Linked DNA regions of Sus scrofa: region 2 is linked to region 1. The links are chromatin contacts, called in public promoter capture Hi-C maps. All regions are on one chromosome and are shown on one strand. The core of a region is the stretch at or near the end of the contact, and the rest is flanking DNA. Distances in the headings are between cores, read along the strand shown.

Region 1 (5,569 bases), core at 86-2,585:
CAGTGAGGATTCTCTGAAATGCTATGCATAGATAGCTAACTCAAATGCTAATGATTCTTAAATGCCTAAAGTTTAGAGTAAAAGTTTAACCATCTACCAGCGAAGTGACTTTTAAAATAATAAAAAAACTTATAAAATAATAAAAAAACCCCTATATCCTGCACCTACAACCCCCTTTTCACTTGAGGTAATTCTCAAGAGCACAATAAAAGCAGTGTGGTTTCTTGAGGCAGGGATCTTGGTCCCTGAGAACTTGAGTCCCCCGGTTCCCGCCTTTACTTAAGATAAATGTCTCTGTGTCTTGTTTTATGTTAACTTTTTTTCCTTAAGTTCCATAGCACCCATTCTTCAGCCCCATCCTGCTGAGCTGGTCTTGGCACTGAATTATGCATTTGTCTTTCCATTTAGAATGTTAAGCACTATGAAAACAAGGGTTTCCTTCCTTCACCCACCACCCTTGGTGCCTGGTTCCATACTTAACACACAGCAGGCTCCTGGTAAATATTCGCTACATGAATGAAAGACTCCATTCTAGTTCATCTAGTTTCTTGACTCAAACTCAACAAGTCTCTGAGTCTCAATTATGTGAATGGCACTTAGCTCCATGCCTAGAGCTTTAAAAATCTAATAGTCCCTGACCCCGACTGTGACCTTTTGGGTGAATAGTGATTGGGAGTGGGCGCGAGGGAGCCCTCAGTGTACTAGAAACGTTCTTTATCTGGGTAGCAGTTATATATAGGTATACACATAAGTCCAAACCTATTGACTCTAACACTTAAGGTTTGTGTATTTTAAGCTGCACCCTCAAAAGGTTTTGTTTTGTTTTGCTTTAAGTTTGTGGCCTACCTAGTCATATTAGCGGTAGTTTCCAACGAGGCAGAGCAATGAGAGGTCTGCACAGCCTGCCTGCCAAGTGAGCAGCGAGAAAGCCACCGTCCAAGGAGCTAGGATGGCAGACCCATCAAAAGGAAAAGCGTAGGCTGTATCCTGCCTTTCTTCTGCCACCGGAACCTCCCACAGATCATGGGCCTCTTCAACAACCTGGGACCACCTTCTCAGTCTGGTGCCTGACTGTTAGAGGATGCCACCCCTGTTAGGGAGCAGATCCCCAAAGTGATGTGGAGTACGGCAGAGCTTAGCTTGGGGCAAGAGAGGGGAACAATGAGACAGTCTTTATGCTTTGGAGTCTTAACGACATAGCCTCAGGAGGCGAACACCGCGTCTACACGTTTGGAGGGGACAACCAGCTGTACCCAAGAGCCTAAGGAACGTCACAAACCTAGCGCACTCTGAGTCCCGGTCCCCAAGCGCGCACGCGCAGCAGAGAGCCACCGCTACGCAGGCGCACAGCTGCCTAGCGCCGGGCAAAGCGGGGACAGGGGCCTTGCGGGCGGGCGCGCGCGCCCGGGTGCGCGGGAAACCGGGCGCGCGCCATGGAGCAGCGGTTAGCTGAGTTCCGGGCGACCCGGAAAAGAGCAGGGCTGGCGGCCGAACCCACCACTTCGAGTCAGAGTGCACAAACCTCAGGACAGAAGGCGGAAGCAGCTGCGACTCCAAAGGCAGCCCCAGGCTGGCTCAAACGGTTCTTGGCGTGGAAACCGAGGCCCGCGAGTGCCCAGACCCAGCCCAGCCTCACGCAGGTGAGAGGAAGTTAGCCTCGCCCCAACCCCCGCGAACCGGGCTTCAGGGCAGCCGACTTGGCCTTGGGGACAACTTTGGCCGAGGCCCCGCCCCCGACACCACGTGGTGGTACGCAGGCCACGCCCCCCACTGCTTTCCTGTGGCGCCTTTGCTGGCGGGGCGGGGCTGCGGCACCACGCACCATCTCAGGGGCGTGGCCTCGCGTCTCCAGCCACTCCTATGGCGCTGATAAGTGGCTTTGACATTTTCTTTCCAGCCGGCAACCCACGCCGCTCCGACCCTGGGTGGGAAGCGAGGGTCTAGGGACCTGGAAGAAAGCACCTCTGCCCTTGAGCTATTCATAGCGAGTTGAGTTATCGTTGTGCGCTCGGTGGCTTTGGGAAACCTCTCCATAACCGTGTTGAGACACAGCCCTCTGCTAATGGAGGGTAAAAGGTCTAATTGGATACTGATAAAAAGTGGCAGTAATTAAGGCATCATTTGATTTCTCACCTGGGCCACATGCAACCAGTCGCCCAAATAGCCTGCGCTTTAGAAATGGCATTTGAATAGAAAACTTGCCAAAGTGCGGTAACTGTAATTGCCGGTGGTGGCATGTACTTGTCTATTCCAGTTTAACAAGTGTTCAAGGCAAAAACAATTTATAGATTGTATGACAGCCTTTTCACCTTGTGATTCTTTGGTAATCTCTCATTCACATCTCTTTGTATCTTCACCGTTTTCACTCATGAGGGAAGTGGCTAGGTGACTTGCATGTGAAATTGGAGTATCTATGTGGAAATACAGGATAAAACATCAAGGGGAAATCAGCGCTGTGAGGCAGTGTGTGGCAAGGCCTTTGTACCTCAAGTGCAATAAGAACTAAAAATGCCTTTTGAAAATTAAAATGTATTGGAGGAGAAGTGCACCTGACTCCTCTTATAATTACTTCTCTCAAGTTCATTCATAGTGTTAAATGATAAATTGCACCACATATGGTTTTAACAATTTATTTTTTTGGTCTTTTTAGGGCCACACCCACAGCACATGCAGGTTCCCAGGCTAGGGATCAAATCGGAGCTGTAGCTGATGGCCTACAACATAGCCACAGCAACACCAGATCTGAGTCTCGTCTGTGACCTACACCAAAGCTCATGGCAATGCCGGATCCTTAACCCACTGAGCGAGGGCAGGGATCGAACCTGTGTCCTCATGGATCCTAGTCAGATTCATTTCCGCTGAGCCATGTCAGGAACTCCAGGTTTAAAAAAATTTTTTTGTAAATCAAGGACAACTCACTGTTACCCAGTTTGGATTAGATATTATTCTCCATGACATGCAAGTTTCCAACTGACTTGCAGAAAGAGAGTGTGCAGCAGGGTTTAATCAATCCATTTCCTTGCATGTAGTTTGCCTCTGGTTGACTTTATTGTTGATTTGAATTCACTGAGCACAATGTCTTAGATTTTAGAATCCTTTTCCTTACCCCTTTCCCTCCCTGCAGTTACAAAACAGTATCTAGCCCACACAATAAGTATTTGACTGTATGTCTCATTTCCAAAGGAATATGAGATCACTGAGTTGGTTCTAGAGAAGCTGAACTTGGAGAAAATTTCCATTATTAAAAGTCCAAAAGCTGATGGCCTGACCAAGAGGATGAGAAGAAATGCTGGATCTCCAGCGCTTCTTATCAATTACTCTGTTTTTTCATAAGGGTCTCTATCTTAAGCTCATTTTCATTGACTCAGTTATCATTCCTAGGTTTGCTCTGGTGTGAAATTCTCATTAAATTGTTTTGTTTCTAATTTACAATCTCTACCTCATAATTTTGGAGGCACACAGCGGCTTGTCGGAGACTTCTTTAGCAAATCTATTTGCAAATCCTTCTTTTTGCTGGCCATTGATAAGGAAGCATCCACTCCTCCTCCCCTCATTCTCAGATTTAGCTCAGGGAAAACCAATCCCCTAAAATACTTCTTTCTGTGACAAGCTTCTACCACATTGGGTCAAAAATGCCTGTAATTTTTTTTTTTTTTTAAACCCACCGACCCCCACCTCCCTTGTTTCCCTCCCCAGGCCCCTCCCACACCAGCCCCCAGTGCACCATCTAGCCCCCAAGTCTGTTGCCCACACTCATCCTTCAACTCCTCCCCTCCAAGCCCTGGCTCAGGTGGGCCCACTGCTCAATTGCTCCCTTCCTTGACATCACCTGACCAAGCACAGCCTTTGCAACACCCCCATAAATCAAAAAGTCAGGTGTGGGTTTTTTCTTTTTCTTTTTTTTTTTTTGTTTTGTTTTTTTAAGGCCCTACCTGCAGCATATGGAGGTTCCCAGGCTGGGGTCAAATTGGAGCTGTATCCGAAGGCCTGTGCCACAGCCACAGCAACACCAGATCCAAGCCACGTCTGCGACCTACACCACAGCTCAGGGCAACGCTGGATTCTTAACCCACTGAGCAAGGCCAGGGATTGAACCTGCGTCCTTATGGGTACTAGTCAAATTTGTTTCCATTGAGCCACGACGGGAACTCCTGGGAGTCAGCTTTTAATTTCTCCCTTACCCTCACCATCATTTGTTCATTCAGTAAAATGCTGCAGTAATGCCTACCGTGTTCCAGTTACTGTCCTATATATGCCAGGAGACAGTGTGATGAAGACAAACCCCTGCTGTCACAGACTTTGCCTCTGAGTTGGGGAGGCAGGGGAAATTAAACAACAGAATGATGAATGCCATAGAAGGGGGAGAAACCAGGGTGCTGTGATACTGGATTGGGGGGTGCAAAGTGCCACTTTAAACTGGGGGGGCAGGGGGGCTCATTGAGGAGGTGACTTCACCATTTTCCTAAGAAGGAGCCACTCTTGCAGAAACCTGGGCCAAGGCCAAGGGCACATGTGGGGACTTTTTGCTGAGGTTTGTAGAAGAGGGGGCTAGCCAGGTAGTGTGAGGGGAAGGGCCTTTCCTCTCAGAGGGAACCACAGGTACAAAGGCCCTGAGGTGGGAGGCAGCTTGGTATTGGAGGAACAGAAGTGCCCTCCTTAAACCACAGTGATGCTGTGGTGACCACGGATGCTTCCACACACAGCTTTTACAGCAGAGAAAACAAATGGTACTTAAACAAATGCCAAATGAGGCAGAGGCATTTCCCTTACCCCCTTCTCCCTTGTTCATTCCCTTTGCCAGTTCATTTGAGACTCCTACCCTCACCTCATCTCCTTCTGCTCGCTAAGCCTTCCCCTTACCATCCCCAACGAAGGCCTTTGAAAGGGCTTTGGGGGATTTCCATCATGGCACAGCAGAAACGAATCTGACTAGGAATCATGAGGTTGCGGGTTCGATCCCTGGCCTCACTTAGTGGGTTAAGGGTCCGGTGTTGCCATGAGCTGTGGTGCAGGTTGCAGACGTGGCTCGGATCCTGAGTTGCTGTGGCCCTGGTGCAGGCCAGCAGCTGTAGCTCCTATTTGACCTTTAGCCTGGGAACCTCCATATGCCGCAGGTGCAGCCCTAAAAAGCAAGAAAAAAGAGACAGTTGAGTGACAAATAGTTTGGTGCTCAGTAAGCTGGAGAAACAGTTGGAGCTCTGGGAGGCAGAGGTGGGGGCACAGTCCTTGACGGCCCCAGAGGTCAGGGCATACACAGTGCACCAGCTGAGCCCATCTGGAGGAAGCCAGGGGCTGAGGACTGAGAGGAAGCAGAGGCTGTTCTGGGCCATAGAGGGGCAGTATCTTTGGGTCGCGAGACCAGTTGAACTGAAGTAGAGGGTTCATTTCTAGAGCAGCAGATCGTGGATTGAGTTGTTCAGGAAAATTTTAGACCACTGTTTTCCAAACTGCAAGTCATGACTCATTAGTGGGTGGTGAAAGCCATTTAGAGAATCCGGCTCTCTGTTAAAACGCATTAAAAAATAGAAAATCAAAGCTTCATATGTAAAGACGGTATTTCCTGATGTGT
Region 2 (5,728 bases), core at 616-3,115, 170 kb before region 1:
CCAAGTGGCCTCAGAGACTCCTCCCTTTCCAGCTACTGCAGACCCTGGGCCTGGCCCTGTTCCTGGCCCTGGGGACGATGCTTATTCTCATCTTCCCGCCCATGGTCTTCAGCCACGTGGAGGGCTGGAGCTTCGGCGAGGGCTTCTACTTTGCCTTCATCACTCTCAGCACCATCGGCTTCGGAGACTATGTCGTCGGTGAGTGAGAAGGATGTGGCCACAGACCTTGGGGTGGGGGCCACTGGGATTCAGGGGCTGGGGGGGATGTCAGCAGGGGTAACTGTTGAGGACCAGAGAGCCCCTGCTTATTCAGGGAGACAAATACGTTGTGAGACGGCTGTGACATCTCACAGCATCCTGGGAAGCTGCTGGTCTGGGACCCATGGCCCTTCCCCCCCAGGGACCTCCAGTGCTGATCCTTGCTATGGGGAGGCTGGTGGGAGCTCCCACAGAATGCAGGGGCGGCTGTGCCCTCAGCCCTCCAACATTCATCACACCCCCCTTCCCTGCCAGGCACAGACCCCAGCAAGCATTACATCTCGGTGTACAGGACCTTGGCGGCCATCTGGATCCTCATGGGCCTGGCGTGGCTGGCACTGGTCCTCCCACTGGGCCCCCTGCTTCTTCACAGGTGCTCCCAGCTCTGGCTGCTCAGCAGAGGCCTTGGCCTCAAGGAAGGGGGAGCCCCCGAAACCGATGGGCTCCCCAGACCTCAGAAGATTCCCATCTCTGCATGAGGACCCCCCAGTGGCCTCAGGAGCCCCTCCCAGCATCCCCAGCCCACCCCATGTGCCCTCTGGACATCCTGGCCCAGCTCCTTCTTTGCAACCCACTCACTTCCCAGCACAGAGCAAGGAGACAGGCGTGTCCAAGAAAGTACGAGAAAGGAGATGCAGAGGCAGAATGGGAGACAGATATGTGTGGAGCAAGATGTTGTCCCAGGGCCCCTCCCTCAAAAGTGACCTGGAAAAGCTCAGAGTTCCTGTGTTGACTTGGTGATAACAAACCTGACCAGTATCCTGGCCTCGCTTAGTGGGTTAAGGATCTGGTGTTGCCTGAGCTGTGGTGTAGGTTCCAGACATGGCTGAGATCTTGCATTGCTGTGGCTGTGGTGTAGGCTGGCAGCTGCAGCTCCAATTTGACCCCTAGCCTGGGAACTTCCATATGCTGCACCTACAGCTCTAAATAAAAAGCAAAAAAAGTGACCTGGAAAAGCAGAATCCAGATGCGGATCATGGTGGCCAAATAGCGTCCATTGCCTCCCCACCCCCTGCTCCCAGGAGACCTTACACAGGACAGCAAAAGGCAGCTTTACTTTTGCTTCATTTGATACATGCACAGTGTGTTACCAGCCCCCGCTGTGCGCCAGGCTCCAGGAAGACAGCAGGGAACGTCCCTGCCGCCGTGAGCATCTAGTCGAGTGGAAGCGCTAGACAAGCAGAGAGGCAGCTGGGACCCAGCAGCCAAAAACCCATGATGGGGTCAGACCAGGGTATGAAGAGCACCCAGGGGACCAGCCAGCAGGGATTTTGAAGCAAGTAGGATGTCTGCCCGCAGGAGGCTCCCAACCCCGCCCCCTAGCCTAGAGGTCTAGCACTGCCTGTGAACAAGGCTGAGGCACTCTTGAGTGTCCCCGGGTATGGCCTCCCTTGACCTCCTCAGGGCACCCCTTGACCTCATCACCCCTCTGGGCTCTGGAGAGCCTTTCCAAACACTCCCTGGGGAAACGGGCAGCCAGTGATCCCAGGAGATTTCCAGGAAACAAGCTGCGTGAAAGCCCAGCCTCCCTTAGGAATGCCCTCTACAGCCTGGCCTCTCGTCTGCCAGGTGACATCTCTGGCCAGAAGGAGAGGAGAGACTTAACAGCAGTGCATCCTGAGGCCCAGCCTCACCAAGGACCGCAGACCCTGGGCCCTACCTCTCTCAACAAGACAGGCCAATAAGGGATCGGGAACCACTGGACAGGACTAAGGCAAGGCCGTGAAGCCCAGGAGGCTCCAGGTGGAACTCCCCAGGGAAGGATCTAGGGCAGCAAAAGACCCAGGTTACACCCAGGATTTTCTGATATGGAGGAGAGGCCTGAGAAGCTGAGGACCCCCAGGACTCTTTTTTGGGGCATCTCACCCACAGCATGCCGAAGTTCCTGGGCCTTCGATATAACCCAAGCCACAGAAGTGACAACGCCAAGTCTTTAACCACTAGACCACCAAGGAACTCCCCCAGGACTCGTTACATACCCTGCACCCTTCCTCCATTCTGGGTGGAGAGAGTGAGGAGGCCTCTTCAGAAGCAAAGAATGGACAGGACCACTGGGCAAGGCTCCTCTTGCCTCCCAAGTTCATGGGCAAGGGCTGATCTGCTGGAGCCCCTCATCTTTGGTACATAAAAGAAAGGAAGGTGATGGGAGAGATCCAGGGAGGGCTCGACAGGCAGCAAGTCCTGGGCCATAGTCCCAGGGTCCAAGGACTTAGGCCGGGGGGCCCCAGGACAATAAAGAGTGCCTTCTACTTTCTCTTCCCCCTGAGTGTGGTCTGCAGGAGTCCCTCCCACTCTTCCCACAGGAAGCTCTGACCCTCTGGGCCCCTTCTCTTCCAGTGCCTGCAGGCACCCAGCAGCCCTTCCCTCTCCCTAGATGGGCCTGGGGGCGGGACACTCTGCACATGTGAGGCGGAGCCAGATACCCTCCGTTGGGGCCCCTTTTTGTCCCTGGGATTGGAAAGGCTGTCACATTCCCTGGCACTGCCTGCCCTACTGAGAAAACTGGGCACCGACAGGCATTGTCTAGAGAAGGGACCAGCCGAGCTCCTTCCTAGCCCTTCCTGTCCACCGCAGGTCTGGTCCATGGCTCTGGGCTCCAGCCTCCCCGCCTCTCCCGCTTCATGCAGACAGAGAGCCCGCGAGGCGCCTGAGGGCGGGGGCCGGGGGTGTGCAGTGCCTGGCACATTGCTCCTGCTGCTCGCCTACCTGACTTACTGGCCCTGGGCACCGTCGTGTTCTGGCTTCTGGAGAGCCCCGTGGCCCATGACTCCAGCAGGAGATTCTGGCGCGACAAGTGGACACTGCTGCAGAACTTCACGTGTCTGGATGGCCCGGCGCTGGACTCGCTGATCCGGGTCAGGGGCGGCCTGGGCGCTCGGGGGCGGGGGAAGGGCTGGCGCAGGGGAGCACAGGGTGCCCGGGCAGGGGGCGAGAGGGCAAGCGTGGCTCCGGTCAGGGCAACACCGGGAGCAGTTCTCCAAAAGAAAGTGGAGGGGATAGACGCGGGGACGAGCGGGGGCGCGCGTTGCCAGGTGGGGACCAAAGAATTGGGACGGACCGCGAAGGAAAGAGTCCGGCTGCCTCGAGCGGAATGCGCAGCACGGCCGGGGGGAGTCAGGGGTTAGGGGACGAAAGGGCATGACCCGGCCAGAGAGTTGCGTGGCTACCGCATCCGAATGTAGGATGAGGACGACAGGGGGCGCGCTAACCTGGTCCAGAGCTGGCAGGGCCGACACGGTCCGGGCAGCGTAGGGGCAGCGGGCGCTGGCCGGCTGGGCAGGTGGGTGGCGAGAGAGGGTCGACCTGGAACCGTACGGCACTGCGTCGGGGTCGGACCGCGGACAAAGGGCGAAAGGGCAGCCCTGGTCCCTTCCACACGAGACACAGGTGCAAGTTTGCGAATTGGGGGCGAGGACAGCAGAGGGCGCTGGGCGTTGTCTGAGGATGAGCAAGGCGGTGGGCCCTTGTCGTACAGGAAGAAAGGGGATGCAAGCCGCGCTTGTGCCCACCCCTCATCCCGCACCGGCTGAGTGAATGGGACAGAGGTGCATGTGCCAGGGTCTGGGGCCTCGGAAGCACGCAGACCCGGGTCTGAGAGAAAGAGGGCAGCGGACACAGGGACGTTTGTGGCTGAACCCGGTTTTCTCCGAGTCTTAGGGCATGGAGGCTGGACGCACTGCCCCAGCTGACCTGGAAGAGCTGAAGGGGGCAGCTGGTGGGAGAATGCAGAGGCCAAGAGGACGGAGGCTGCTGGTGCTGGAGGGTGGACCAGGGGAAGGAATGGGAAGGAGGGCAGGCTGGGGGGTTCTTTCCAGCTGGTTCTCACAAGGGATGGAAGTCTCCTTCACCTCTGGGCAGGCGACACCAGACTGGGAGATGTGACAGAAGCATCAGCTTCCAGGGCCCTCATGTGGCCCACGGGCGCAGACAGCTGTGCCCCAGCCCAACGTCCCTGTTCTGCAGTCCCCATGCCTCCTCTGGCGAGGGCCAGGCCTGTGTCCCAGAATCACCAGCCCAAAGCCAGTCCCCAGAAGGTGGCACAGAATGTTGGGTGGGAAGAGATGGGACACTGGAGCCAAGGTGGAGCCTTGAACCCCTGGAACCTGGCCCTGTGGTTAGGACAGTCTCAGCTAAGAACCGAAAGTGATACCTCCACCCCCGCCTCTAAACTTCTGCAAGTACAGCCCGACCGCCTAGCCCTGAGGGCTGTGTCACACTCCCCTGAAAAAGGTGGTGAACTTCAATGACCAGTCCCTGGCCCCAGGAACATGGCGATGGCAATGGGAATGGGAATAATGGGAAATGCTTCCATGCGCACTGTGTCAGGCACTGTTCCTAGTGCATTCACTCATTTCATCGCGACCTACCTCACAGGTGGGTGCCATTATTACCACCCCCATTTTAGAGATGGGAAAATGGAGGCTCAGAGGTTCAATACAAATGCAAAGCCAGGGCTCTGAGGCTGTCAACCACCACGAGCGCTGTCTCAGTGCAGATCTGCGTATGTGGATGTTTCCCAAGGTTCCCCACAGGGCCCTCATCTCTGCACACATCCCCTCCACCCCCTCCTGCTCCGCCTCCACCTCACCCCCTTCCTCAACCCCCTGGGGCTTCAACCATCCCCAGGAATAAGGATGTGAGGTCTCCAACCCAGATCTCCCCTCACAAGGCAGCCCTCAAATCCTGCCAGGGTCTGGAGCATGCAGCCTCCTCCGCCCAGCCCTGCTCGTTCACCTGTTCTCAGTCTCTGTCATTGGCCTCATGTCCACACAGCTTTATGGTGAGCTTCGATGCTTCCCTCACTACCCACACCAAATAGGGCCAGAGGCCTGGGTTCTCAACATCTCCTCTCTGTGCCTACAGGACCATGCTGTGCCAGGATGCAGGCCAGGCCCTCTCCATCACTCATCCCTGCAGGTCTCTCTCCCTGTGTGGTCTGCCAACATCTTCTATGCTGCCAGCTGCCCCAGAGCCCACCAACCTGAGCTTGCCTTCCCTTTTCTCAGAGACCTTGGGCGAGGCCTGCCCCTCCATCCCTGGCATGGCAGAGCCAAGCATGGCTACCTTTCAGACGCCCTTATTCTACCTCCCAGGCACAGTCCTTCCTCCCAGCTTTTGCTCCTGAGGCCGCACTTACCTAAATGTCCCCCACCAGGAATGGTCCTCTCTGCACTTCCAGGAAGTACCACTAAAACATCACCCCCTCCATGAAGCCTTCTGCCCCTACCCCCATCAGAGCGAGTACTTCTCTCCATTCCTACAGCATTATAGTTGTAATCATGATGCTGATGGCAACTGCTAACCCTTCCCATGTTCCAGGTACTATTCTAAGTCTTCACACCTCACACGTCGTTAAACCCTCAATAACCTAAGAAGTGGGTGCCCTTAGTATTTCCATTTTACAGAGAAGGAGACAGAGGCACAGAGAAGTTGGGTATCTTGCCCATGACCCTGCAGCTGCACTGCCTTC

Evidence for each region. Promoter capture Hi-C pulls out the DNA fragments that hold promoters and counts their contacts.
Region 2: a promoter capture Hi-C map of fetal liver shows a contact between it and region 1, with 3 times the contacts expected there. The contact joins the promoter of KCNK17 here to the promoter of SAYSD1 in region 1. A contact is called at or near these places in 2 of 5 promoter capture datasets (fetal liver and fetal skeletal muscle) and 1 of 47 Hi-C or Micro-C datasets (epiblast stem cells).

What each region holds. Positions count from the first base shown.
Region 1 is chr7:34,551,352-34,556,920 of Sscrofa11.1, reverse strand. It overlaps SAYSD1 (SAYSvFN domain-containing protein 1), which reads left to right and starts at 1,335. Exons shown (of 2, transcript XM_021098658.1): 1 at 1,335-1,640. The coding sequence starts at 1,434. It overlaps LOC102157750 (a long non-coding RNA gene), which reads right to left and starts at 2,682. Exons shown (of 4, transcript XR_297198.3): 1 at 1,523-2,682.
Region 2 is chr7:34,723,132-34,728,859 of Sscrofa11.1, reverse strand. It overlaps KCNK17 (potassium channel subfamily K member 17), which reads left to right and starts at 1,865. Exons shown (of 6, transcript XM_021098659.1): 1 at 1,865-2,971; 2 at 2,974-3,113. The coding sequence starts at 2,842. It overlaps KCNK16 (potassium channel subfamily K member 16), which reads left to right. Exons shown (of 5, transcript XM_021098660.1): 4 at 33-198; 5 at 514-1,089. The coding sequence ends at 737.